2 separate regions of the Rattus norvegicus genome follow, and region 1 is linked to region 2. Evidence: chromatin contacts called from public Hi-C data. All regions are on one chromosome and are shown on one strand. The core of a region is the stretch at or near the end of the contact, and the rest is flanking DNA. Distances in the headings are between cores, read along the strand shown. Region 1 overlaps Hhat (hedgehog acyltransferase). Region 2 overlaps Kcnh1 (potassium voltage-gated channel subfamily H member 1).

Region 1 (2,700 bases), core at 41-2,540, 150 kb after region 2:
AAGAGCTCTGAGGGTCAGTGCTCATCATGCAAGTGAAACGGCCCCAGGACCTACATTAAAGTCTGGGCGCAGGACCGCCTGTGGCCTCCACACTGGGAAACAGTGATAGGGCAGGTGGCTTGGGCTTGAGGGCAAGCCAGTCTTGCCAAGTTGGTGAGCTCCTGGTTCAGTAAGAGACTGTCTCAAAAACAAAGGGAGATACCCGACATGGGCCTCTAGAATCCACATGCACACATACTCATGTGTGCATGGGTAAATACATTCAGGGATACACACACACACACACACACACACACACACACTTCATAACTTGTTCAAGAATGGAGGGCTGGAATGTTGGAATGTCACCTAGTCTGTTGCTCAATGGTGCACCAGCAGTCAGGACACGCAGAACAAATGGGCAGATGCCCCACGTGGGGCAGGAGGGATTTATCCAGGAATACCCTTTGTGTCCGAAATATAGGATGCTCCAAAGAGATCACATATGACTGCATTCAACTTCCACAGGGTAGAGCTAAATACTTGTCTTTCCCTGTCTCCAGTCCCCTCCTCTCTGAACCTGAAGTATTAACCAACCCAGAAGGGCTGCAGTAACTATTAAGCAATGACATTTCAAAAGAGCCCCAGACAGTGTCCATCTAGTCTCTTCTGTAATGAAATCTGAGAGCTACAACAGCCCCAGGTATCTTGTTCCTCAGAATGACAACTCTACCCAAAAAACCTCGAACACAAATAAGATATGGGCCCAGGCAAGTCAAGCCTCGGCAGGGGTGAGTCCACCCTGCTAGTCTGCCCCTGACTAGACCACAGTACAGGCTCACCGTGCAGAGGTAGAAACCATAAATTACTCAGCACAGGTACCCCTGGGAGACAAGAAGCAGTGACTTCCATTGCTGCTTTTCTGTGCTCCTGTGTACTTTTAAGTAAGTCTTATGATATATACATGCCTTAATCCTCACCTTCCCCTAACAGGACAAGCACGTTTTCTTATAACGGCATTGCACCAACACTGTCGTTACACCAACCAACGCCATCACTTTCAAGGACATTCAGCTTGGCAAAGGCCCTGCATCTTTTTATATCATGGTTTTCTGCCACCCTCGTAAGACACAGACAAGGGTCATTCCATTGTTGACTCCAACCTGCTACAGGAACGGGGCCAACACCAGAGGAAACAGGGACTCAACTTAAAGCGCTCTCCCCACTTTGTGTGGGTAGTTACAGGCACGCGGCTGCCAGCCCAGCTCATCTCAAACAAGGCTAGCAGCTGTTTGGCATGCTTTTTTAAGCGGAGTTTATTTCTAGGTCTTTGGAGAGATGTGAGACACTTTAGAAGGGTTTTATTTTAGGAGTCCTGTGCTCCATGCCTTCTCAGAGCTTTAAAATGAGCACTCACACATGCTATACACACAGAAGTGCAACACACACACACACACACACACACACACACACATACACAAACACACATAAGAATATACGGCATAGTGTGAGCATATTACTTGGGAAATAAACAAAGGACAAGCAAGGGACCCAACAAGAATCTTGGCAGTTTTGACCCTGCTGTTTCCAGTAGATAATTTTAATTTGGGGGGTTGGGGGTAAGAAAAGAGACTCAGCCTTAGGAAGGAAACCCAGAGAGAGCTTCAGTGGGTATGTTACAAGAGCTTTTCTTTTTCCCATGAGGGACTGCTCTGTGAGTCTGTGTTTTGCTCTCAGCTGGGACAATGGAGGCAGGAGAGTAGATGATCAGAGCGGGAGCTGCTGTCCAGAGAGTCCTGCTGTAGCTGAGCTGATGGGAAAAGAAGCTGAAGCCACAAGTCAGCCTTCCGGGAGGAACTAGATGCTGTGCCAAGCCTCCCCTCGGGGCAGCCTCAGCAAACGGGAGTCTATGCAGGCTGACATACCTGAGCTGATGGGGAATTATTCTCAGAGTTCTACCTGCTCACCAGAGATGGTGAGACCTGGGCTTCAGATTGCTACTGAGAAGAAAATGTACAGGGGGCAGTTTGCACTGCCGTTTCAAGCTTTATTGATGGTGGCATGGCAGGAAGATCACAGAGGGGCACCAACCAGCCATGCTACCGAGGAACATGCTGTTTATAAGAATAGGCCTGCTCTAGCCTGTGGAGTTATCCCAGCATGCTGGTTGACACATGGTATTAATATGTTAATTTAACGTGGTCGTTTGGTTAAGGACTTTGCATTTCCAGATTCTAAGCTTGATTCTCAAGTCTTTTACATGAGGACCTTTCGGTCTTTCCAGCCACCCTTCATGTCATGTCGACCTACGGACTCCAACAAGCCCTCAGACTCCCGATTTCAGTTGTGCATTATCAGGGCCAGGCTTCTCTTCCCTCCTAGCCAGCCAGTGCTTCTTCTCACTCATGAGGGTTCTGCTCAACCCCAGCTCTTTGGAGACCAAGAGCTCGGCTCACATCAACTCCTTCCCTCACAAACATCAGTTTTCTAGAAGCTTCTTTCTGGGTATAGTGCATACACACCTTCTGGTCCTCAACTGGCTTGCATTCCTCTCAACCACACCAAAAGCTGCAGGGAGAGAGGTGTGACTCACCACTCTTTGCTTCTGTTAGCCCTCTAACCAAGGCTCTTCAGTCTCATTTACCTGATCCTTGAATGGCATCGCCCCAGTGAGCTCCCCGCCTCTATGAAATAGCCTCTCCTTGGTTTCTGCAAAGCCAC
Region 2 (2,700 bases), core at 42-2,541:
CCACAGGGTAGCTCTTCAGTGCACACATCTCTCTAAGAGGACAAGACACCTCAACAAATCACCACTTATGGATCCCTGCTTGTTGCCCAATGTTGTGCAGATGGATCCTCATTTAACCATGCAAAATGGCTTTATTACTCTCGGTCTTTAAGTGAGACAGTTGAAATTCAGAGAGGTAAGGAAATGTCTTCCCAGTGTTTGAGGCCCATGGGGTCCCATCCCAGCAACCTCTGATTCCAGACCTTCTGCTCCCACCAGACTTGTGGAGTCCTGTCCTAGTACCCTCTGTCTTCAGCCTCTCTATGCCTGCCTAGCTTTCAAACCGATGCGCTGATGACTAATGGAATACGTGGGTGCTGGCACTGTTGGTGCCGCTGCAGTTTTCGGACGTAAGTTCGCACATGATTTATTTCCTAGAAACGTGAGATGGATGGGATTACGTTACTGTGATGTTAGAATGAAAAGCCTGACTCTGTAAAGACGAATGGTAGTTTTAAAGCCGATTTGCTCCTGTCTGATTTTGGAGTACCTGAAACATGGCTTCCTTCTTGCTCCTGGGGCACCTTGTCAACTCACCCTTCTGGCTATGTTGTGCTCAGGGTAACCCAAGGGTGATTTATATTCCTTCAGCATTTGCCAGAATATGGTGAGGGGGGCCTGTTAAATCTGGGTTGGAGCTGAAGTGTGTCTTGTCTGCTGGATACCATAGTGCCCATAGAGCCCGACAGCCTAGTCCTGGCTGTTCCTCATTCCCTCCTCTCAGAGAAGTGAGGTTGTGGGCCAAACACAGGAATGGTGAAGACATTGTTGTAGGGTATCTGAAGGAAGGGGTTCTTATCTCTCCCTTTAAATTCACCAATGAGGACATTGGGCTAGCCAGGATTCCTGAGCTAAATGTAACCACTGACCAATCCTTTGAATTTGGACTAGAGGTAAGCCTTCGGAGTCAGGCATCTTGAACCAATTTGCCCACAGATCACTCATTATTTAAGCTTCCAGGAATCCATCCCAAGGCCCAGTATTATCTCTTGTGTTCCCACGATCAGGGATTTTGTAATGCCCTGCCACAGACACCAGCACAATAGACTCAGTATGGAGGGATGATAGCCTGAGGAGAGATGAGGACAAACAACCATTCCTCCCCTCCTCCCCTGTACACCGGGCTTCCTAGGAGGCAGCAACTTCATAACCTGGTTGATTTGGCTGGTTCCACTTCTCCAAATCTAGCCCTCTGGGCATCCAGCCTGCTCCAGTTAGCAGTGTGGTTGGACTTCAAATATAGCTCAACCGCTTTGGACTAAACATGTTGGTTGTTCTCAAGATGCCCAGGCTAGAAAAAGCCTCCTCTATGCTTCCCAAGAGCCAGATTGAGCCCCCAAAGTAGGTCCAGGCTCGATATCCTAAACAGCTTGCCAAGAGTCTCAGTCTATAAAAGGACATGACAAGTTCTTTGAGTCAACCTGTCCTTTAGGCCGTGAGGCATACAACACTCCGAGCTGTTTGTTCCCTGGAAACACCCACTTGGAGCTTTTTAAAAGTCCTTTCTCCTTAGAATAACTTTTGTTCAATGAACTGCAATCAGTTTCTTCTACAAAGGGTTTGAGCATCACACGGGACTGAGAACTAGACCTTCATTGTCCTCCAATGCCCTTTAGTGTATTCTCTCCCAGAACTGTTGAACAGGCCCTGTCATGAGTGGGTTGCTACAGTTAGACCAAATCTTATCCCAGGCCTCAAGAGCTGCATGTGGAGCAACTGACTCTAGAGAGCTGTCACTCTGCACAGCGAGGGTTATATAGGAAATGGAGATGCTCCTGGGGGATTGAAGGATGAGTAGCTTTTGAGCAGTGTTGTGTGCCCAGTGCTCCAGAAACAAAGGGGAACATGCCAGTGTTCGTGCAAGAGGCTATAGAGAAAACAGGGGCACAGCTGCCCGTGCCCTCAGACTCAGATCCCCTGTTATCAGTTCAGTCACTTACAGCCTGCTGATGTGGTTCTTCCTCCAATTAGACCGTACCACCCCGTTCTCTGTTTAGTTTTAGTGCGGACTCCAAGAACAGGAAGGGACAGTATTCATAACTGAGTGGGCTTAGCATGAGCCCAAAATAGAATCCCCCATCACTAAAACCTTATAGACTTTTTCGGGACAACAGCCACGATATAAAATGCTCATTGCATTGCTAACCGATGGATGCAGAAGTAAAACTCAGCAGCATTTGTCCTGTTGTAGGAGATGCAGTCCGATGTTTTCTGTTACGATCGGTTGCCCTTCGTTAGAAATAAAAATGAATATAGTGACCTGGTAAATTGGTTTCTGGGGCTGATCAAAGGTTGCAGTTAGGAAGTGTGTGTGTCTCGAGCCGTGCCAGCCACTCTCTGATTGAAAGCACACTGTCCCCTGAAGACAGTGACCATGGAAGGGCTCTCTTATGATTTCTCCTCTGGCACCCTTGCTATGACATCGTCCTTACTTCCCTCGGAGACGTCTTCCCGCAGTTGCTGAGTTGGAAGGCTACCTTGCCTTTGCTTGGATAAGGTCCTCCTTTGGGCCATCGTTCTAGGTTGGATATTTAGCAGCATCTGCTGTCCACGGTCTTTTCTTTGGGGGACAGAGAAAGCCTTGTCTTCAGGGACCATTGTGCTGAGCTGAGACAGATGCTTAGTGACACGAGCACAAGGGGTCTTGTTCTGTCCCTCTCC

What was found. A called contact is a pair of places that touch in the nucleus more often than the background predicts.
Region 1: a Hi-C map of frontal cortex shows a contact between it and region 2, with 2.3 times the contacts expected there. The contact joins two enhancer-like sites. A contact is called at or near these places in 4 of 12 Hi-C or Micro-C datasets (the A7r5 cell line, frontal cortex, kidney and 1 more).

Annotation. Positions count from the first base shown.
Region 1 is chr13:106,619,206-106,621,905 of GRCr8, forward strand. All of the region lies in intron 10 of Hhat (hedgehog acyltransferase), which reads right to left. Among named protein-coding and RNA genes, the nearest start is that of Hhat, 190 kb to the right of the region's middle. Within about 2 kb of position 1,291, at least 13 of the 93 cell types and tissues checked have an H3K27ac peak or open chromatin away from gene starts, as enhancers often do.
Region 2 is chr13:106,468,855-106,471,554 of GRCr8, forward strand. All of the region lies in intron 9 of Kcnh1 (potassium voltage-gated channel subfamily H member 1), which reads left to right. Among named protein-coding and RNA genes, the nearest start is that of Kcnh1, 220 kb to the left of the region's middle. Within about 2 kb of position 1,292, at least 10 of the 93 cell types and tissues checked have an H3K27ac peak or open chromatin away from gene starts, as enhancers often do.